Linked DNA regions of Bicyclus anynana: region 1 is linked to region 2. The links are chromatin contacts, called in public Hi-C maps. All regions are on one chromosome and are shown on one strand. Each heading gives the region's core, a stretch centred on a gene start, on an enhancer-like site or on the middle of the called end of the contact. The rest is flanking DNA. Distances are from core to core; before and after follow the strand shown. Region 1 holds the start of LOC112050279. Region 2 holds the start of LOC112050653.

Region 1 (6,721 bases), core at 3,809-6,308, 140 kb before region 2:
GCAGGCGATTTGGTCCGACTCCCGCTCGAACACCTTCCATATCCATTTGTGATCATCGGCGACTGCAAACAAAGAAATAATATTGAGTTACTGCAAGCATCATCATCATCATATCACCCAATCAACGTCCTCTGCAGGACATAGGCCTTTAGTAGGGACTTCCAACATTACGATCCTGAGCCTGCATCCAGCGAATCCCTGCGACTCGCTTGATGTCGTCAGTCCACCTAGTGGAGAGTTGACCAACACTGCGCTTTCCACTGCGCGCCATTCCAGCACCTTGGGACCCCAATATCCATCGGCTCTTCGAACTATGTGCCTCGCCCATTCCCACTTCAGTTTCACGACTCGCTGAGCTATGTTGGTGACTTTGGTTCTGCAGGCGCTACTGATATTTATTATCAGCCTATTTTAACGGCGTACTACACGGTCTGGCCTCCCTCCTAACAGGAAAAGGGAAAGCTTAGACTCAAATGTGGGTAGGCAGAATGGGACAGGTATACCAGAGTTCTGAAGGTAGGAGAGGTTTTTAGCCGGTAGGAGTCCGGCACTACTCAAAGGGGTGTCCATTAGGATTTTCCCCCCTAGAGAAAAAAAATTGATATCTCCTGAGGATGTTCGCTTTCGGAGTGACACATGATTTAAGGTAATTTTCATGGCATATGGGTGTAGTTTAAAACGTCTCCTTCGTTTAATTAATACACAGGCATTTTTTTTCGAATATCTTAGCAATACATGGATTTACCGTGCGGGTGCCGGGTCCATCGTGTGGCAGAGATAAAATCTCCTATCAGAGTCATGGACTTGTGACCACTGGATGTAGGGTTAAGGAATTCCATGACAATCGATCAACACTCCCATTCTCCACTCGTGTTGTTCTCCCTGCTTAGCCAAGTAAGTGGAAAACCTAACACCCTAAATCTCTGGAGGATATACTTGAAACATCTAGAGGACCGACCTTACATACGGAACACACGGATCGCCCATATTTGCTACTGCAATGTCATAGTTAGTTAGTCATATTTTTTTTAAATCTCGTGTCACTGTGTTAGTTGCCATACTCCTCAGAAACGGTATGACTGAATCTGACGAAGTTTTATCGTATTTGTTAGGTCTGAAAAGTAGTAGTAAGGAAAGTAAACAAGCCTCACTCACCAGAAGTTTTGTTGTGCACCATCTTGAGGTGTCGGTTCATGTTGCCGGTGGCGTTGCCGCCGTGGCAGATGTTGCGACGGCACAGCCGGCACTGTGCCAGCGTGCCCGACACGTGCTTGAAGTACGACCAGATCCAGCTGCGGCGCTGCTGTTTCATTAGACCTGGTACACATTTAGAATAAGTTTTGACGGCCTCAGTGACGCATTGGTATGCGCGGTGATGGCCCCGGCTGGGCCGATTTCTTAAATGGTCCAGGTCTGGCTGGTGGGATACCACCCTACAAAGACGTACTGCTAAGCGATTTAGCGTTCCGGTATGATGTCGTGTACAAACCGAAAGTGGAGTGGATTTTCATCCTCCTCGTCCTCGCGATTCGTTGAGCTATGTCTGTGTCTTATCGGATAGCATTTTTACTGTGTTTATTTCATTTATCTTATATAACTAGCGGATGCCCGAGACTTCGTCCGCCCTTAATCTTCTTTAATCCGGCTTTAAGTGCAAAATCCGTTCTCAGTTACCTACTAACTATAAACTACTTCCCTGTTAAATTTCAGTTTTGTACATTAAGCCGATTATGAGATTTCGTGATGAATGACCTTTGGCTTTTATATTTTAAGATACTTAAATAAACTTTTAATCTCTTAACCTTTTTTTTTAAAACCAAAAACGTAGTACAACAAAGTTCTAACCCTCCTTTAGCTTGTAGCTTTTGAATCTAGCCCAGTAAGGCCCAGTGATATCTGCTTCACAGGGCATGCAAGGAACCCAGCCTACAAGTGTCTATCAACCTGAATCATATGTATTAAGCCTTATTTGCCTGTAATTACAATGGAAGCCATTGCCTTCAGACTGAAACAGCAGTGCTGGCAGAAATAATGGCAGTATTTATTCACCACAAGATCTCTGTATGTTCAGAGTAACTAAAAGCAGATTGAGAAACTTACTTAGTGTATCATCCCTTATGGTGTTATCCTCATTGTCATCCTTTTTCATTGTCCAATCCATATCCTTTGGGTCCATGATTTCAATGTCAGATTTTATACTATCATCATGTTTAGTTTCAATTTCTGCTTTGTATATGCTTGGGTGCCTCGTACGGACATGACGGTTCATGTTATTGGTATTGCACCCCTTTATAGACAATACAACATTGCAAAGGTTGCATCGGTAAATAATATTGGTTAATTTGTCAAAATACTTCCACACCCAACTTCTTTTTCTACTAAATTCTGTAAATAAAAAAATTTTGCAACTTCAACCCGTTAAAGATTATAATATTTATATTGTAAAAACAAGTAATCGGTAATCAGTAGAAAAACAAACATTAAAGATTTTTGTCATTTTATACAAAAATAAAAAATAACCAAAAAATTATCTTATAAAATGTTTTTCGTGCATATGGTGACAGTATCATGATGTTCATAGTATGTACTATTATTGTGAATCGCGACAAACTTTCTAGAGTGAAACAAACTGTCACTGTACACATGCTATCTGAAAAACACTATAGTAACTTATTAATGCTTCATTAAGAGTTTCAATAACTGAATTGATAAAATCATAATAAATCTAAAATAAAATTATATCTACAGAAGCAAAATCAACATTGCTTTACAAAATATTACCTACTCAGTTCATATCAGAACAGTAAAATGTAACTACATACTTGTATTACTGTGAAGAAAACAACAAAACAGGGTAAATTTCATGAGGATTTAGAGAGAGAATGTGCTGCCTCCCATAACTGGAAGGAACATTCCTTACCTTATATCCGTGACCTCTAAAATCTTAAAATCAAAACTTATAAAGTATTAGTACCTTATTTGTACTATACTGTTTTAGAAATGTAAAATAATATTTAATGGACATTAACTAATGATAATTTTCAATAAGTTTCTTATTTAAAATATTAAATATAAAAAATAAGTAAAAAAAGTATACAAGATTTTAGTCAGTGGCAGATTTACAGATATGCTAATAGGCTATTAAATTTTACTTTCCTCTAAAATCTGATACTGTAGTTCGCATATTTATTACATACTTTCAATAACTTTGCATATTTAATATTTTAGTAGAAGAAGCAAAAGTAAATTTTTCACTTTGTAATACAAAACTATTTAGGTCAAAATTGCCACCCTAGGCTGCAGCTTACTTAGCCTACTGGCAAATCCACCACTGATTATAGTTCATATATGTAAACTATAAAACAAACAAGAAACAGAATTTTTACCACAGCTTATTTTGTTCTTTTTCTTGGAAGGCACCAGCATTATGTTATAATCTGCGTTTGTTTTCTGTTCAACTTTGATAATATCGCTCGAAACCTCACAAAACTGTTCCACCATCACAGGCTGCTTTGGGTTATCCTTTTCATTCAAATCTAAGAATTCTATTTGAAATCCCACTGCCGCATCCTGGTCTTCCTTCCGCCAGTCTTTATGGAGATCATATATCTCTTTATGTACATTTTTAATGTGCTGCAGATGTTCGGTAGCGTTGACATCTGTTTTAATGGCATCTTCACATATATTACATCTATATTCATTGTTACTGACTTTCAAAAAGTATATCAGTACCCATTCTGGTAGACCTGCAATTAATAAAATACTGTAATAGTTGAACACAGATAAACTAAAATCAAATTAGGTACATATTATTTAAATTAAATAATAATAAAAAATGTTGGGAAGAAAATAAAAGTACTTGTTGTATGTAATAATATTTTAATATAATCAGTTTTAAATATGTCCTAATACATCCAGCATTGGGGTAAATGCTTAGATATACAAGGCTTAAGGAAAATAATGAATTGTTAAAAATGAAATACTCTGTTTATTTTCAAGAACATTTATATTTTAATAACTAAAAATGATGAGGTCATAACCATTATTAGATTGTTCTTTTCCTTGAATTAACATATTTCAAAACCACAAAATGAAAAAAATGCTCTCTATGTTGACACTTTTAGTCATTGTAATACCTAGTACTTTCGAAATGTGGATATTATTTCGTTTAAGTATCAACTTTTTAATCCAACCCATTGATTTGTTAACTCTGGAACTCTAGCTAAAAAGAAGACTTGACATACAAATGTGAGAATCAAACGACAAAAATCTTTTTCAAAACAAAAATACATGATCATAATATTGGGCAGACAACCTAACGCAGAATTTTTATATTAGATCCTACGGTGGAAAAACTAAATCAATAAATACACTATGTAAGTAGAAATATTTAGTAAGTTTCAATTAATAAGTAAATGCTTTGTGGTTAAATTAAAATAATAAACAAAACTTGGATTGCATTTGGTTTTGATCCCAAAATTGCAACATGTCAAATGTCAAAGTGACATTTTGACAGCATCAAAAACAATAGACAGACACTCGATACAGTCTAATAACGTAACGTCCAATTGCAAATGATAAAAAAAATATATAATTTATTAAGTCTGCCAAAAAAGGTCTTAATTAAAATTTGACACCTCAGCTTAATACACAATTGCACAATGCTTTGATATCTTTTATATTATCATAAATACCTGAGTTTAATTTTAATTCCTGAACGTTCTTTTTAGCGCAACTTGTCATTGTCAAAATGACAACAATGGACAAGTGAACCAAGAAAAACAACAAAAGCAGTTTGCAATTTTTTTGTTGTTTTGATTTGACATGTTGATTACTTCTTTAACCATTTGTGTTGTTGGTTAAAAACTTTAAATAAAAACTATCTTCCAATGCTTGTATTATTAATTATATTCAAATAACCTATTTAAGTACTTTTTCTCATAAAGAGTGTTAACTATATGCAATCCAAAATACATATAATAGAATCTATCGTGTTCGCATTTATGGTAGAATTTAGGAGTTACTTACCGTGCTCCAAACAATTGATAACTTTAAACTTGCAGGTGACGAGTTAGTTCAGTGTGTGCCAACAAAGAAAGGGCATCATATTCTTTATAAAGGATACACGTATGTGTTTAAAAGCAGGCTGCAGTGTGGTGCTGAACAGTGGTGTTGCTCTTCCAGGCAGAAGACTGGTTGTATATCTGTTATAAATATGCAAGCCTATGGTGTTGAGGTGGTAAGAGATTTCCATAACCATAAGAAACCTTTGTTCACTGATTAGGACATGTACATTCAGAGATTAAACCTAATCAAAGTGCAACGTAAACCACAGTTGGTTTTTCTGTCCACTGGTACATTATAATATGATACTAGAGAAAAAGAAATATGAATGTACCTACACTAAATTCTCAAGTATCAGTTGTCAATATAAATTGTACACAAACACAATGTTACAGGAAGTAAAAATGTTCCTTGTCAATGTAACTTACTAACATAAATAAGCTTATATGAATGCTCGATAGCCTCTCTAAAACTCTGGTTTGACCAATTTAAATATTTTTTTATTGAGTGTAAGAATTTGGAATTGAGAAAATAATGTAAGCACTGGGAAAAACTCAGCAATTTTAGGTGGTGTGACGTCCAATGTGTCAGTTTGTAAGTAAAATTAATCAGAGTGGAAGTTTTCAACTAGGCATTCAGATCAACAAATCTACATTCTGGTATATTATGCTGCAAAAAAAAAAAAAGGCAACCTCTGGCCTTTTTTGGGTAGAACAAGTTTTTACCTCTTCCAAGTAAACCTGTGTTTTTATCATAGTGTTGTATTACTAGTATCTTCACTTAACATCAGTGATGCTGACATGCAGCCAACGAGATGATCTTGTGGAGAGAAATAAATAAAATTTAACCAATGGTGCTGCAACTGGGCCGCTATCTCTATCATAGTGTTAGTACGAAAGATGGTACTGGGGAAACTCCAATACCATTGTATGAGATTTTGTCTATATTTCTCTTTACTGGTTGCATGTTGGCACTGCAAGTGCTCTTGCAGTCTAGGGCTGCAATCTTACCTGTGCAACCTATCATTTAATAAAAAAAAATTACCTTTGGCTTGTTCTCTAATATTTACTGTTCTTTTTTTTATGGTAAATAGGCTAATACTCAAGTTTGACGTGCCTAGAAAATGTCTATTCACTCTGGCCTTGGCCTTTTAAATAAATGTTTTGTGACATTGAACATAATTTGATGTTACAATAACAGATGTTTTTTCTTTATTCATTTGTTGATAGTAAGAAAGAAAGAAAACTTTACACAATGTATAACTGTCTGTGACACTAAACAAAATGGATTTACAGCTCAGCATGTATTGCATGCTATGCATTGCATTTTAAAATATTGTTTTTTATTAATATTCCATTTATTTGTTTTCTCTATTACTTCTACATAAGTTATAAATGGTATTGTTCTTTAATTATTTATTAGTATTAAAAGTAATATTATTAACTGCCATTTGTTTAAAATCCTAAATAAAGAAAATATATTATTAAAAAAAATTAACTTTTGTTTCATTAAATACCTACCATACCTACTTTTTTACTTTGAGTTAATCAGACTAGATTTAACTATCTACAACTGAAATGATACTGACCAGCAAACTGATGGATGGATGGCAGTAGATCAGTACACTAAGATACCTACTGTATTGATCATCATCCGA
Region 2 (6,258 bases), core at 1,856-4,355:
ACCCAGGTCCGACAAAACACTCTCTAAGTACGTTTCACCCCGAAACCGGAGCATCCTCAGGAGATGTTGACTCTACAACGTGCAATTGCAAAGTGTCGTTTTCGACCTTTGCTTCGTCTTTTATAGACCAAAGAAAACAAATTGACCATTCGTAACAAGAAACTCTTGAGTACCTAGACTTATAGCAAAAACATTACACGTTTACCCAAAGCCAAAAAATTCATTCACAAATCTTTAAAATCAGCATAATTCTAATATTAAAAACAGACTCACCAACGCAGGACTAGCTAATTTTAAATATAAGTTCTACATTACAAACAATATTGTTGTTATTTTGTGTTGTTGCTTAAATCAACAACAAAATATTAGTTATTAGTATTACAGATTAAGTACTTACATACTAGAAATTATTAAGGCTCTATTCTCATAAAGTTACACGACAAATTATTATCAACCTTTATTTAACGAGTTTCGTACTTATCAAAAGTACCAATCCAGCATTGCTGATTGATCATTGTTTATTATTTTAGCGCAAAATCCCAAAAAAAACTAATAAAACACAAGACATATTACAAGTATTAATTAAAAAAAAATAGATATAGATATATTTATTACGTTTGTTTAAATGAAACATTATGATATTTAGAATGAAATCCAAAACCGAAAAATTAATAAAACTAGTCCTCTTGAAGATACGTTGAAAAATAAAAGAGGACATAAATTTCATATTTATTTGGAAAAAAAGGAAGATTGCGCGCAATGAAGTATTATTATATTATTTTCTGAACGTATTTAATCTTTACTGGCATTATTGTAGCTTTCAACAGATGTAATGATTGGCAATGCTGGATTGAAACTCGTATATCAGTCGTTGAAGTTATACTTAGTGTAATTGTCGTCGTGATTGTGGAAGCCCTTGTGTTTGATGTAACGACCCTCGACGGTTGTCTGGACGCAGCTGTTGCAGCCGAGCCGCTTGCGGTCCCTGCACGTCCAGTTTATGGTGTTCTGGTAGCGATTGTTGATCCAATACTTGTTGTCCTTGAATATTAGGACCATGCTTCCCGTTCTGTGCGACGGCAGATAGTATATGCCTGAAAAATAACCTCCAGTTTATTATTGGTGTAAGAAAACACATACCTACAGATCCACTGAAAAAAAAATATTTTTAAACACCATGCAACAATTACAGAACATTATCATTATGGAATATAAGATTTCGAATATCATACTCTAAATCTTTTTATTCTATAAATAAAGGGATTTAGAGTATAAATCCCTTTATTTATAGAACAAAATTAAATATAAATAGTTACTGTTTCGATTAATTTAGAAATACTTAATCGAGTTGTAACTACACGGTAAAATATTTGACCTGAAATAAATCATATTACTTAGTTATTACAAATACAACTTTGACAAACACAAATAATTGCAAGGTTATTGTATTTGATACAGCAATACCTTGTTATCTTTAGAATAAAGACAGTCTTTACCTCTCCTGTAAATTTTAGCTAATCTTATCAGCTTAGAATTTTTCCAGCCTGCTTGTGAATATTTGTATGTATCATTTCCTTTCTATTTCTTTGAGTTCTTCCACGTAATATAATAAGACCTGACTGAGTACTGTGAAAAAAGATACTTAACATAGATGCAAATGGTGAACACACAAAGAAAACTCATTGCAATATTGTGGCGGGGTATAACATAGCTGCGCGCTTTTTAAATATATTTTCTTTCTTTCTTCTTTCTTTCTTTTATTACTTCGCACAGTACTCGATGATTTGAAAACTATCAAACATTGTATACCCGGACACAACAGCGTCAGGTTAAGGACTATTTTTCATGAATACGTTTTTGAATGTCTACTACAACAATTTTTATTTTCGATAAACATAGTGACATTAATAACTTTAATGACTAAACACACAGTAGGTACTTATAATCGTGGATACTCTCATAAAATCAATTAATGCACACTTTTAATGTGAGATAATTTCAGCCAATATAGTATTTTTTGGGTAAGAATGCACAAAAAATATCGAAAATTGGCTGTGTGAAGATTGTATTACAGATTTAGAAATCAAAGTGACATATTTCTTTTATGTTGTCCATGTAAAACCCGCTCAAAGGATCAGGGAGTAAGGGATGAACAATAAAACCATGAAATAAATAAAATTACACATTTATCTGAATACTGTATTCTAAAATATCGTCAATATTTATTCCATCTACAAAACTAGCAGGTCCCTACCACAGAAACATGCTCCCAAAGACACATCAATATAAATATAATCCCTAATAAGTACATTTTCAATAACATCACATGATCTGGATTTTTAAACAATAAACATAAAAAGAAACTATACAAAAATAAGTATATCAACATGAGAGTCATTTAAGCGATTGCCTGAAAATGTCTTTTTCCCTAATGAATCTGCCGTCGTGGCATTGGCGTAAACGTGGTGGCTCGTGGATATGTTTCCCTCGAAATATAGAGATGTAGTCGCGGCCGTCAAAGCCTTTGTAGGTTATGACGTCAGCCCTGCATCCGTGCACATCCCTCGAGGAGCAGTACCATTGCTTCTTCCCGTGTGCTTGGTGGTTCTTCATATAAAATGTAAACCCGTTCAGTATGAGTAGTCCGGCCCCCGTCCGACCCGGTATGAACTGCGCAGGCACTGATGAGAAAAACCACACAATTACCTTATGTTTTCATGGGGAATAAAACACCATATCTTATTTCTAAAATTTCTTTATTTATATATGGCAATACAGCTGAATATATTTCAAGCATATGCCCATAATCACCCAATGGCATATACCTGTAAATATTGTCAACTGCAATGCTTTACTTGAAATATTAAGGTGCAATCAGTTGGTTTAGGACATCAAGGAAGGATTAAGGTAAATAATTTCAACAAGCCGTCCCAAATATATTTATTTCGCCCATTCGTCGCCCTTTATTTATTTTTCAAAAAAACAACAAGTACAGTAATCTTCTTTCAGTCATCTATAAACTTAAAATAGAAACACATTAGTAAATAACAAGGTAAAAAATACTTATAAAAATAAGACATTTTCCTAACAAGGTAATGGCACCATGATTGTTTAAACAAAATAACAAATTTAAAGACATCCAAAATTACCTAGTGTTAGGCAAACATTCTAGAAATTACTTAATTAATACATGAAAAATATAGTTATATGATTAAAATAAAGAGGTAAAACCAGTATTCAACATATTACTAGCTATTGAGGTAAAAAGAGATCTCAAACTTTATTAAATAGCAAAAAAAAAACAACTAAGATCTGTTCAACATTTTTAATTTGTTTGATTCCAGTGTTAAGTTTCAAATTAGGATTTGAACTTAACAATCTGATTTTCATAGTAGAAAATTGCTGACAATGCTAAAGAGAATGCATCTCTTTTACATAATTACAAAACTGATTTTGATGAAAGTAATCCTATACCATATATGAATTGGATTTGGTCTGATGCTATGTTTTAAAGCTGCATTACAACCAAACTTGTTTTGATTAAAATTTATCTCAACTTTCAACTTTCAGAGTATTCAAAATTCTACATAATCTTTCACAACTATTACGACCTATAATCACACATCAGGGAATCGAACCCCAAAGTTGACCACACAACTATTATCAACTATAGTCACACATCAGTGAACCGAACCTCAAAGTTGAACTCACAACTATTATCAACTATAATCATACATCAGGGAATCGAACCCCAAAGTAGAACACAAATATAATCATATATCAGGGAATCGAACCCCAAAGTTGAAATCACAACTATTATCAACTATAATCACACGTCAGGGAATCGAACCCCAAAGTTGAACACACAACTATAATCACACATCAGGGCATCAAACCCCAAAGTGGAACACACAACTATTATCAACTATAGTCACACATCAGTGAATCGAACCTTAAAGTTGAACTCACAACTATTATCAACTATAATCATACATCAGGGAATCGAACCCCAAAGTAGAACACAAATATAATCACATATCAGGATATCGAACCCCAAAGTTGAAATCACAACTATTATCAACTATAATCACACGTCAGGGAACCGAACCCCAAAGTTGAACACACAACTATAATCACACATCAGGGAATCGAACCCCAAAGTGAAACACACAACTATTATCAACTATAATCACTCGTCAGGGAATCAAACCCCAAAGTTGAACACATAACTATAATCACACATCAGGGAATCAAACCCCAAAGTTGAACTTACAATTATTATCAACAATAATCACACATCAGGGAATCGAACCCCAAAGTTAACCACACAACTATTATTAACTATAATCACATATTAGGGAATCGAACCCCAAAGTTTAACACACAACTATAAACACACATCAAGGAATCAAACCCCGAAGTTGAACACACAACTATAATCACACATCGGGGAATCGAACCTCAAAGTTGAATTCACAACTATTATCAACTATAATAACACATCAGGGAATCAAACCCCTAAGTCAAACAAACAACTATAATTACACATCAGGGTATCGAACCCCAAAGTTGAACACACAACTATAAACACATATCAGGGAATTGAACCCCGAAGTTGAACACATAACTATAATCACACATCAGGGAATCGAACCCCAAAGTTGAACTCACAATTATTATCACAATAATCACACATCAGGGAATCGAACCCCAAAGTTGACCACACAACTATTATTAACTATAATCACATATCAGGGAATCAAACCCCAAAGTTTAACACACAACTATAAACACACATCAAGGAATCAAACCCCGAAGTTGAACACACAACTATAATCACACATCGGGGAATCAAACCTCAAAGTTGGTCTCACAACTATTATCAACTATAATAACACATCAGGGAATCGAACCCCAAAGTTGACCACACAACTATTATTAACTATAATCACATATCAGGGAATCGAACCCCAAAGTTTAACACACAACTATAAAGACACATCTAGGAATCAAACCCCGAAGTTGAACACACAACTATAATCACACATCGGGGAATCGAACCTCAAAGTTGGTCTCACAACTATTATCAACAATAATCACACATCAGGGAATCGAACCCCAAAGTGGACCACACAACTATTATTAACTATAATCACATATCAGGGAATCGAACCCCAAAGTTTAACACACAACTATAAACACACATCAAGGAATCAAACCCCTAAGTTGAACATAAACTATAATCACACATTAGGGAATCAAACTCCAAAGTTGAACACATAACTATAATCATACATCAGGGAATCGAACCCCAAAGTAGAACTCACAACTATAATCCCACATCAGGGAATCAAACCTCAAAGTTGAACACACAACTATAATCACACATTAGGGAATCAAACCCCAAAGTTTAACACACAACAATTATCAACTATAACCACACATTGGGAAATCAAACCCCAAAGTTGAACATATAAAAAACATCTAATATCACATTTTAGGGATTTAAACCCCAAATTAAAAAAAAATAATCCCCTCCACTATTTATTACCCCAAATATTCAAAAATTTGTTGCACGCCCAATAAATTTAAAATAGGGAATCAAACCCCAAATATTTAGAATATTAATATAATTTAAATTCTAAAATAATAAGGTTTGATCAATTTTATTGTGGGAAAATACCAATAACTAAAAAGTTTTCATTCTATTCAGCCATAACATAACTTCCATTATGTATTTTGGCTAGATTTCTGACCATAAAAATCATTTTCCTTCTTCAATTTCTCTTACCAGCAATAAATCTTTCAAAACTATCTTTTGCCAAGATTCTTTAGAATCACAATAAAAGTAATTATAATCTATACTACTTCTAACGAGATAAACTTTGTAAGCTTGGTTAGTTGTTAATCTACTGAACTGAACCAATTTTGAAAATATTTTAACCTATAGAAAGCCACTTTATTTGTGGCTATTTATTTAATAGGCTATTTTTCCCTTTTATGCCTACAGGAAACCTCAGGACGTTTCCTAGTAACTATTATGTATATAACATTTATTTTTTACTTCAGAGTTTATCTGCGAGCAGTAAAGTAACTATAAGCAGATATATTCTATGATAACTTTGCTTTTCCAGTGTATTCTGCAGTGAGAACATCCCCTCATTGTTTAATGTATGTTACTGGGATCCAAACACATAATCTTCTTTCATACCAAACAACGGCAAGTATCTCTTCATACTTACATACATTTATTTGCAT

Evidence for each region. Hi-C and Micro-C count contacts between places; a contact is called where the count stands out from the background.
Region 1: a Hi-C map of whole body shows a contact between it and region 2, with 3 times the contacts expected there. The contact joins the promoter of LOC112050279 here to the promoter of LOC112050653 in region 2. A contact is called at or near these places in 2 of 2 Hi-C or Micro-C datasets (whole body and whole larva).

The regions. Positions count from the first base shown.
Region 1 is chr10:2,672,714-2,679,434 of ilBicAnyn1.1, reverse strand. LOC112050279 reads right to left here and starts at 5,058. Exons shown (of 5, transcript XM_024088518.2): 1 at 4,041-5,058; 2 at 3,387-3,746; 3 at 2,101-2,385; 4 at 1,156-1,317; 5 at 1-62. The coding sequence starts at 4,074.
Region 2 is chr10:2,535,439-2,541,696 of ilBicAnyn1.1, reverse strand. LOC112050653 reads right to left here and starts at 3,105. Exons shown (of 3, transcript XM_052884000.1): 1 at 3,090-3,105; 2 at 2,523-2,681; 3 at 1-1,094. The coding sequence starts at 3,105. The coding sequence ends at 865.